3 separate regions of the Mus musculus genome follow, and all the other regions are linked to region 1. A link is a contact called in public HiChIP or PLAC-seq data. All regions are on one chromosome and are shown on one strand. Each heading gives the region's core, a stretch centred on a gene start, on an enhancer-like site or on the middle of the called end of the contact. The rest is flanking DNA. Distances are from core to core; before and after follow the strand shown.

What was found. HiChIP or PLAC-seq counts read pairs in DNA pulled down with a chosen protein or histone mark.
Region 2: a contact with region 1 is called in an HNF4G HiChIP or PLAC-seq map of pancreatic cancer cells. The contact joins the enhancer-like site here to the promoter of Dnah17 in region 1. A contact is called at or near these places in 3 of 39 promoter capture datasets (embryonic stem cells, pre-B cells and stem cell-derived epiblast-like cells), 1 of 484 Hi-C or Micro-C datasets (the N1E-115 cell line), 3 of 115 datasets of contacts at active chromatin or transcription factors (bone marrow-derived macrophages, embryonic stem cells and pancreatic cancer cells) and 1 of 9 other capture datasets (embryonic stem cells).
Region 3: a contact with region 1 is called in a FOXA1 HiChIP or PLAC-seq map of pancreatic cancer cells. The contact joins the enhancer-like site here to the promoter of Dnah17 in region 1. A contact is called at or near these places in 1 of 39 promoter capture datasets (liver), 2 of 484 Hi-C or Micro-C datasets (bone marrow-derived dendritic cells and embryonic stem cells), 2 of 115 datasets of contacts at active chromatin or transcription factors (embryonic stem cells and pancreatic cancer cells) and 2 of 9 other capture datasets (liver and pancreatic islet).

Annotation. Positions count from the first base shown.
Region 1 is chr11:118,127,578-118,130,792 of GRCm38.p6, reverse strand. It overlaps Dnah17 (dynein, axonemal, heavy chain 17), which reads left to right and starts at 1,574. Exons shown (of 81, transcript NM_001167746.1): 1 at 1,574-1,909. The coding sequence starts at 1,574.
Region 2 is chr11:118,361,857-118,365,071 of GRCm38.p6, reverse strand. No RefSeq gene overlaps it. Among named protein-coding and RNA genes, the nearest start is that of Timp2, 8.1 kb to the right of the region's middle. Within about 2 kb of position 1,686, at least 259 of the 459 cell types and tissues checked have an H3K27ac peak or open chromatin away from gene starts, as enhancers often do. A contact at or near this core is called in the N1E-115 cell line, bone marrow-derived macrophages and pancreatic cancer cells, where this site is marked.
Region 3 is chr11:117,923,249-117,926,463 of GRCm38.p6, reverse strand. No RefSeq gene overlaps it. Among named protein-coding and RNA genes, the nearest start is that of Socs3, 45 kb to the left of the region's middle. Within about 2 kb of position 1,768, at least 30 of the 459 cell types and tissues checked have an H3K27ac peak or open chromatin away from gene starts, as enhancers often do. A contact at or near this core is called in pancreatic cancer cells and pancreatic islet, where this site is marked.

The sequences.
Region 1 (3,215 bases), core at 325-2,824:
TGGTGAACAGCACCCATCACCTGCCCCGCTACCTAAGTAGCCAGGAGAATGTTCTAGAAGTTCCAGGTACCTTGAGGACACTCCGAAAGTTCTGTGGCAGTTGGAGCCTCTGGAGGAACAGAAGCCATTTCCTTTGGCCGCTGGGAAAGGGCTCACCCACTCTTGACAGAAGCACACACTGGTCCGGTGAGCCACTGTGAAGCAGCTTAGGGGATTGGGGAAGAGCTGAGGGGCGTTAGCACACAGGGTAGGAGCCCAGGTCCTAGCTGGCAACAGACTCATGACTTGCCACGCACTGTCCCTGATCTATGCTCAGAGCTGGCCAGAAGGAGTTCAGGCCAGCAAGCTGACTGCCATGGCCCCACCCCTTCCTCTTTGGGTCTTCCAGGTACCCTCCCTATAGCTGCCCTTGAGCCAGCCATCCCCAAGCCTGACAGTCTAAGGGGCTGGTGGGCCTGAGAAGCACTCGTGGGACAGTTTTGTAAACCTCCATCTCCTGGCCTGCACCCCAGGAAATAGTGCCTCGGTTAACTAGAGGGTTCAACCTCCGCAGTACCACAGACTTTGCAAGCCTTGGAGGAGGGCCCCCTTAAACACTCACATTCCAGTGTCTACATGTAGTAATGACATGGTACTGGGAGGGGTTAGCTGCAGTAGCACCCATGAGTCATGTGTGCTCCACAGACATTGCTGCATGGCTCCTCCTGTGTGATGGAGGTGCTGCTGTAGCTCCCCTAGTCCATATCAGACAGGCTCAGGGACCACTCTCAGTTTCTCTCTCTCCCCTCTCCACCCCTCCTACTTCCTCTCTGTTTCACTTTCTATATCTATCTTGCAACCTATCACAGAGAAACCCTAAGCTCTAGGAAAGCCCTGGGTCCCTGAACACCACACAGCACCTTCCCATTCATACGGGGCTGGGACTGAGCCCCTGTTCTGGTGTGGGATGGCACTTTGAGGACCCGGGTGTGGTAGCATCACAAAATCTTTGAGCCTTAGTCAAAGGTTAGGATCTGAGTGCTTCCGATGTGGCCTCCAAAAGCTGACATTGGCAATAGCCAATTCTGGAACAGGCTGACACCCACCCATAGGCCTGAGGAGCTGAATAGCCCAGGTTTTGTATGTGTGCAGATGCCAGAGGTTGGTTGATCTCAGGAATCCTCCCTTGGTTTCTTCTCAGCTGCTCCCCTCCCCCCCTCCCCTTCCCCCTCCCCCCTCCCCTCCCCCCTTCCCGTCCCCTCCCCCCTCCCCTCCCCTTTTTGTGCCCCACCCCCACACTGATACAGCCATTTCCTTTTCTCTTTTCCCTGTGTCCACCTATCTTCTTTCCCAGCTCACTTACTTTTGTGGTCATAACAACCCAGGGGTACCCTGTTTACCTGATGACCCTGCACCAGGGCAGGAAAACGCCCTTGTCACCAGCGCAACCACAGATAAAAACAGAAAGGCCCATGAGCCCCTTTCACCAGTGTGGTTTGGAAGGAGGGTCTGTGTAGTTCTAAAGGCCCAGAAGCCAGCTGTAATCTGCTTGTTCATTCCACAGAGGACGGTGGTGTAAGGAAAGGTGACAAGCATGCCAGACCTCAGAATCGATTATCTGGAGACAGTGTCTTCTGTCCTCCTCAAGTTCAAGGCAGACAAGTGGGGCAAACTGATTGGAGCAGAGGAGAACATGGCCCTGCTCACCGAATTCTTCGACAAAATAGATAACCCTGTCCTGGTGCTGACGCTCAATGCTGCTGGTATGATCATTCCTTGCCTGGGCTTCCCAGAGTCCCTCAAGTCCAAAGGAGTTTACTTCATCAAGATGAAGCCGGAGAACATCACCAAGGACAACTACAAGACCCACCTCATCTACGGGGACATCAGCCCCACCACCGTGGACCAGTTGATTGCAGTAGTGGAGGAGGTGTGCCTGGGCTGGGAGGGTGGGACCAGGTGGGAGTGGGGTGGGAGCTGGAACAGCAAAGCTTGAGAAGGACTCTGAAGAGCCTAAGACCTTGCTGTTCCAATGGAATGCATCTCCCAGTGGCTCACCTAAGAGCTGGTTGGAAATACAGACAGTCCCACTCCAGGTGATGCGGCAGGAGTCCAATAGGCTGGCCCTCTTCCCTGCATTAAAGTTGCCCTCTCTTCTCTGCCATCTTCTGTCACTCCAGGTGTAGGCCATCTGAGAACCATTGGGTGATTCCCCTGTCTCTGGGTCTTTGAGCTAGGAAGGATCTTTTCTATTCCTCGGTATTTGCCGCTATTATACGTCATACTTACCCTTGGCAGTGCAGTGGGGTGAGGATAGCCTCTAGTGGGCCACACTAACAGCCTATGTATCCTCCCAGTCACCATAGAACAGGACCCAGGACTCTGCCTGTGCTTGTTCAAAGAGGAATGTGAAGGCAGGAGGTCACTCCGCAGGGCCTGCAAGCCGAGACTGGGAAGCCTGGCAGGCCACAGCCAAATCAGCGGCATCTCTAGTGCCAGGTGCTCTTGAAGCTGGAAGCCCAAGGCCCAGGGGTCAGCTGGCCCTCTCCTGTTACCCCTCTGTCCTGGGCTTAGATGGCCACCTTTCCCAGTTCCCCTACCGGATAGATTTTTGTGTCCTGATCTCTTCATATAAGGTCCCAAGTCCTACTAGTTAGGGCTCAGCTGCTGTCCTAACTTACCTCATTGCCTCTTCAAAGGCTGTATTAGCCCGAGGAGAGATGGCTCAGAGGACACAGGGCTTACTGCACAAACAGAAGAGCTTGGGTTCCCAGCTCCAACACCACATTAAAAGCTAGGTGTGGCCATGGCATCTTGTAATGACAGCCCTTGGGGACAGAGACGGAAGAGCCCATTGACATGCTAGCCATCTAGTCCAGTTGGTAAATGTTCTAGGTCCAATGAGAGACCTTGCTCCAAAACAAGGTAGAAGACACACTGACCTCTGACCTCTATGCCGGTTTATGTGTGTATGTTACACACACATATACATGCATACATACACACACTCACACATACACATACATACACATACACACAAACATACATGCACGCACACACACACATACATGTATACATACACACATACATGCATACATAGATATATACACTTACACATATATACACATATTCACACATATACACACACATACATACACACATACATTCAAACATACACACACTCGCACATAAAAACACATACTCACATACATATATACACACATACATAATACACA
Region 2 (3,215 bases), core at 437-2,936, 230 kb before region 1:
GATGGAGCCTGTTATACTCTGTATTTCCTGTGTGTGTGTAGGCCAGAGGTCAACATTGGGATGTCTTTTTCAAGACTCTCCCCCTTATTTTTTTGAGGCAGAGTCTCTCGCTGAACCTGGAGCTATTGGTTCGGGTAGACTGGCTGGCCACACAACCCCAGAGATAAAGCCTGACTCTGCCTCCCCAGTACAAGGCTTGCAGGCACAGCCACCACGCTCTGCTCTTACATAGGATCAAATTCACTTTACCTACTGAGCCATCTTCAAAGCCCATGCCTTTTATTTCCTACTGAGCGGTGGTCTGTGCCACACAAGAGGACAGAGATCCTGCTTATCTGTAGCCCCAGCTTCAGAACAGCCTTGGCACATGGCTTGTGTGCCCAAGAAATACTTTTGAGCAAATGAACTACAACCTTAAGAGACATTCACCCAGAGGCTGGCCTGGTGGTACATACTTGTAACCCCAGTGCTCTGGAGGCAGCTGGATCTCTGTGAGTTCATGGCCAGTCTGGTTTGCAAAGTCAGTTCCAAGCCAGCCAGGGACCCTGTCTCAACAAAACAAAGTAAAAGAAATATTCAGTGGATTGGGAGGATAGACCTGTGAACAAGTCAGCTGTGAGACAAGCCACAGCAGTCTAAAATAAGGCCACTGTGGTAGGTCACTGGGCACAGTCCTTTTTTATCCCTCATCAAGCCACTCTCTGTCACCATGCCATCCCAGGTCTGGGACTGGGACAGTCTCTATCGTGTTCAGATGGCCAGGATTTTAGGTGGAAGAGTGTGAGGGCTGAGCGGGCTCCACGGGGAAGAGATATTTAATGGGGCCACCAAGAATGACTAGAGGGACATGTCCCAGACATTCCCTGCTTTCCCACAGCACCAAAATTATAGCACAAATGACCAGGTGCTAAGGCAGAGCCCACAGCATCCTCCTGCCTCTGCAGGGACCCCAGCAGGGATTCTGTGCTGGAAGCCGTGGTCACCCTGAGTTTCCCTGACTTTACCTGTGAGCACAGTGGCACAGCTCTGCAGCCAGGAGAAGCAGAGAAGGGGGCTGAGGAGGCAGGATGACTAGCTTTCACCTGTGTTCCCGGGTCACAGGACACCAGGACAGAACCAGATGACAGGGTCTGTCACAGGGCGCATTTCTACCCAGGAAGCTCCAGGCACAAATGGATACCACTGTCCTGAGTGGTTCCTCTTGCCTTTGATGCCGAACAGCCCTTTATAGCTGAGGGAGAGCTGAGCAGGCTGTAGCAAAGCAGAGAGATGCTGGATCTGCACTTCAGACAGCAGAGGAGATGCAGGACACCATGCCTCCCTTCCCAGGAAACCTCGCTCCCCCTCTTCTTCCTCATCGCTTTGCTAGGATGAGACCCACCCCAAGCCTGGTCCTTCTGCCCCTGGAGAGAATAGGGCTGACTTTGCATCTAGCCCTGTGTGCACTCCTGGCTGAGGGGTGGTGACACAGGGATGCTACAGCATCTCCAGAAAGAAGAAAGGGAAGGGAGGCTGGTCAGGAGCGCAGAAAGGAAAAGAGGACCTGGGAGATGCAAGGGGTGGGTTCTCTACACAGCCTTACCATGCTGTAGCACTCAGCGCTGCTGGCCTGCAGCTCACCACAGAGCCCAGCCTCCCTTCTGTTTGGATTAGGTAATGACATCATGGCCAAAGGCTGTCACTCCCCAACACCAAAGGAAGCAGAGGATGGTGGTGGTGGCGGGGGAAACCCGAGCCTCTTGAGCCTCCCATCCGGGACTAGAGAGACTAGCCAGACTAGCTGACTAGCGGGCCAGGGAACCTGAAACCACCACCCTCAGGCAACCCCTGCTGAGCTGGGCAGCAAGCTCTGGGGTCCCTCACCCCTCCCTGCCTGCTGAGGCTGCTTCCTGGGGAAAGGCAGAGCAGAGGGGCGAGGGTTCCCATCACAACCCGCTCCTCATGAGCAAAAGCACATGACCACATGCCCAGGGCCAAGAGGAAATAGCCTGGGCATGAGGAAATGAGAGCAGCCAGGGGCGTCCACTCCCTGCATCAGCTACATTCCTCAGTGCTTCACTGAACTGGTCTAGAGGGTCCCAGAGAGCCCAGGAGGGACAGGGTGGGGGGACCAGAGGAGGGATGGGGTTAAGGGAGGTGGAGGGGGTAGACAGGGGCCGGGGGCTGAAGGGGGGCCAGAGGAGGAGAAGGGGAAGCCAGAGACTTTTAAGAATCCAAAGCCACAGCAGCCTGCTCTCCAAACCCCTCTCTTTTCTGGGAAAAGGGCAGAGATCCCTGGCTTTGCCTCCTTCTTAGGATGGAAGCCCCAAGGAAGAGAGAGGAGGGACCTGGCCCCTGCAGAGTCCCTCCCTGTGACACCAGCCTGTGCACAGGCTGAAGCTGGGCGGTCACTGTCAAGTCAGCCTTCCTCTGGGATGCTGGCCCATCCAGCATAGTTCAGATGTGGCAATTCTTTGGGGCCAAGCATCACAAGGCTTCCTGTTCCCCACCAGGACACCCTCCCTCTCTCTACCCACCCCTTCCTCTCTCCATCCATCCCTCCTCCCTTCCAGTCTGAAGTCCCCCTACCAACATGGGTGGGGGCAGGACTGTCACTATGATATGAAGTTATGCCTTACACAAGGCTGCCTGCAGGTTGGCTATGGAATGCTGTGTTCACAGGCTTATGGGATGCACACCTGGGAAAGGGGAGCCATATTGTGGGAGATGCCAAGCCCCCCTCTCTTTAAAGATGAATGGGACAGGATAACAGGAAAGCCAAAGTGAAAGGAGCGGCGGGCCAAGCAAACATCACCTAAAAGCGGGTACTTGATGAGCTATGGCCAAGGCCTTCCCACTGCCATAGAGGGAAGAGTTCTAAAGCTGGGGGAGGGGTGTCCTGTCACTGACAACCTGCACCCTCGCCTGATCCCACCCACCCCCAGCTCCTGATACCCAGATGCCTCGGATGCCTCAGTGAGCATCCTTTCGGATTAGAGGCATTCAGTGTCACACACAGAGACGACAGGAACCTACCTTACCAGGCCTGGCTCTGTAAGTTAATCATATCTCCTATCTTCCCTGTGTCCCTGACCAGGGTGGATAGTGTGGAACAGGACTCCCACCTGGGCCTCCAGGTCCCTGGTTCGTTCCTAAGCGGAGTGTTACTTGCTCGTCAGAGCAGAAGCCGCTCTCCAACATTCTGTTGCTTGCTTTACTCAGAGCCAAAAATCTGT
Region 3 (3,215 bases), core at 519-3,018, 200 kb after region 1:
TTGCGTAGCTATAACAAAATATCTGAGACTTGGAAGTTTATAATTATTATTATGATTATTATTTACATTTAGGGTGGGAGCATGTACATTCATACACTCAAGTGGAAGTCAGAGATCAGCTAGAGGGAGTCAGGTCTCTCCATGTAGGTTGTGGGGACAACAGGCTTGTGTGGGACATCAGGCAAGTGCCTTTACCTGCTGAGCCGCCTCACTGGCCTGGCATGGAGACTGTAGTTTGTAAACTGCAAACATATTATCTCACCTGAAGTCCAGGATCAAGAAACTGGCCAAGAGACTGAGTTTTCCTCTAAGACGGCCCCTCTTGGTACCGCCGTACTGGATCCAGCTCCCCCTCTGGCCTGGCCTGCTAAGCTAAGCACTCCAGCTTCTCTTCCACTGCTTTCTCCACACAGCTTAGCAATGGGCACATGACCAGAACGAGGCCAGCAGAACAGGCACCTTTTGTTAGTCTAGGTCTGGGACCAAAACCTAAGCAGCTCCATCCTGGGGCCATTCCTAGAGTTGGCTGGGGCCATCTTGTCACCACTGTGGAAAATCTGCCAGAGGGAAGAGGCATGGTAGAGGCTAGGGGTCAGGGGAGTGGAGAGACTTAGTTTTCCAGTACATCCTTGGCAAACCTGGACCCACTGTGCCTGAGGCTCAGGGATAATCCTGTGTTTTTGTCATGTGACCTGCTAGAACAACCCCTTTAATTGCTTAATCCAGTTTTAATTGGCTTTCACAGTGCTGAGAGAGAAAGCTAGGAGCTGGTCTTAGGCAACTCACCCAGGCTGGGTCTCAGAGGTATAGACAGGCAACAGCAGTGGTACCTGCACACAGCACGGCTGCAATACTTAATAGCCTAATGAATTAAGGTGCTAATTAGAGGCTGGCCCAGGGGAGCTTGATTGGGTGAGCTTGGTTGTTGTGGCAGAGGGAGTGTATGTGGGAGTTGGGTTAGAGTGGGGTGGCTCCATCAGACATGTAGATTCACTAATTCAGTGTGTGTCATCAAGGGACAATCTTAAGTCCATAGACAGCCAGCCTTAGTTGGGCTGATGGAGAGAAGCCCAGAGCATTTCATAGAACAGACATGGTTCGGGGCTGTGTAGGGAGAACCACCTTCCACTCCTGTGGACATATCTGAGGAACCTGTGTGAGCGTGGACCAAGCACCAAGCCAGTTGCCTAGTCACGGGACACTGCCATGGGGGTATAGTGCAGGCCCCTCTCTGAATATGCCATACCAAACAGGACTCCAGATTGGCTGATTGGAGATCTCTGCCACAGCCCGTTGATGGCGTGAGTTCCCAAGCTGTGTCTGCAGGGTGACAGAACACAAGGCCTTGAGGAAATGGGTGGAGATGGGCCCTTGACAAGGTGGTTGTGGAAGCGACTCCCCCTGTTGGGAGATCTACAGCAGCCACCCAAGGATGCCAGAGGCTCAGGGGGCCTCACCAGGTCAAGATACAACTTCCCCGTGGCATACTGACTTCAAGGTATCCCATGCTTGGCAGCTTCAAGTGGATATCACTACTTACTCCCTGGTGAGGTTTCTGTGGGCAGCTGATATCCAGTAGGCTGAGTTCATCAGAAGACCTGACTAGGACCTCAGGACCTGCTTCTGAGGTGGCTTGGTCCACACCACAGGCTGCAGGGGAATTGGGCAGGTCTCAGCTCCTCTTCCTTGGATTCCTCTGGGGGTGAGGACTGGGAACTGGCTGTGTAGCTGAGGTTGGACTGGAATTTCAGACTCTCCTGCATCCATCTCTCTGGTGCAGATTATAAGTGCTTTCTGAGTCACCGAGCTCATGCAGCACGGGGGATGGAGCCCAGGGCTTCATGCCTGCTAAGCAAACACTTCCCAGCCGTGCGACCTATTTATTTTAGCACAGTAAAAAAATTAAAATGGCCGGGCAGTGGTGGTGCACGCCTTTAATCCCAGCACTTGGGAGGCAGAGGCAAGCAGATTTCTGAGTTTGAGGCCAGCCTGGTCTACAAAGTGAGTTCCAGGACAGCCGGGGCTACACAGAGAAACCCTGTCTCAAAACAAACAAATAAACAAATTGAAATGGGGGCTGGAGAGATGGCTCAGAGGTTAAGAGCACTGACTGGCTGCTCTTCCAGAGGTCCTGAGTTCAAATCCCAGCAACCACATGGTGGCTCACAACCATCTGTGATGGGATCTGATGCCCTCTTCTGGTGTGTCTGAAGCAACAGGGTACTTATATGCCTAAAATAAATAAATATATCTTTTTTAAAAAATTGAAATGGATCAGCCAGGCATCAGCTGTAGTGCTTGTGGTGTGCCCGCCGGGACACAGAGAGCAGGTTGCTGAGACCCTGGTCTTTTCTCCTGATGTCCCCACAGACCCTGACCTGCACAGTGTAATTTCCATGGGGATAGATGCTAGGACACTAGATGCCAACACCAGGAACTTGAATTTAGTCTGTGACAGGTCCTTGAGGCACTTGCCCCTTGGAGTCTAGGCAGAGAACCAGATACCAACTGTCCCTGTCACAGTCCCACAGAGGACATCGCAGGCCCAGGCTGGCCGCAGAGAAGGCAGGGTGACTGAGACCTCTATGTTCTTCGACACAGGCCACCAACATGCTAGACCTGGCCCCGGTAGAGACACCTACTCGTGTGTATACACATGAACGCACATACATGCTTACACCGATGGCACGACACAGCACAGTACAACACAACACAACACAACACAGGGTTCCTCCCGACCCCTATGAGCTTTGATCTCTTCCTAGCTTTCCTCTTCAGCCCTGCCTACCCAGCTTCAGTGACCCAAACATGGGCACCGAGGCTCTGGGCAGGCCAGGCTGGGACCTGTCCCAGAGACTGCATGGAAACAGGAGACCAAAGAATGCAGTGGGCAGCTTGGCAGAGACACAGACAGAGCTGTCTGGTTTCCAGTAACTTGCCCGCCTTGCCTGACCTCGCCCACCGGTCCTAGCCTTGGCCAATAGATACTGGCCCCAGGCTCCAGCCCCCAGAAGCGCCTGGCTGAACTACGCGCACAGCTGCTGCAGGCCCTCAGGACACCGCCCTTGTCCCCAGTGGGTAGGACAGGGAACTGGATCCTTGTCCTCCCAGGGACATGCCGGGAAGGGGTATGTATCTTCGCCTTCCCTTCCTGGAAGCCCACTGGCTCCTGTCCCGAGGGGCCCAGCCCGCCTTCCCCGAGACCAATTCTCTTG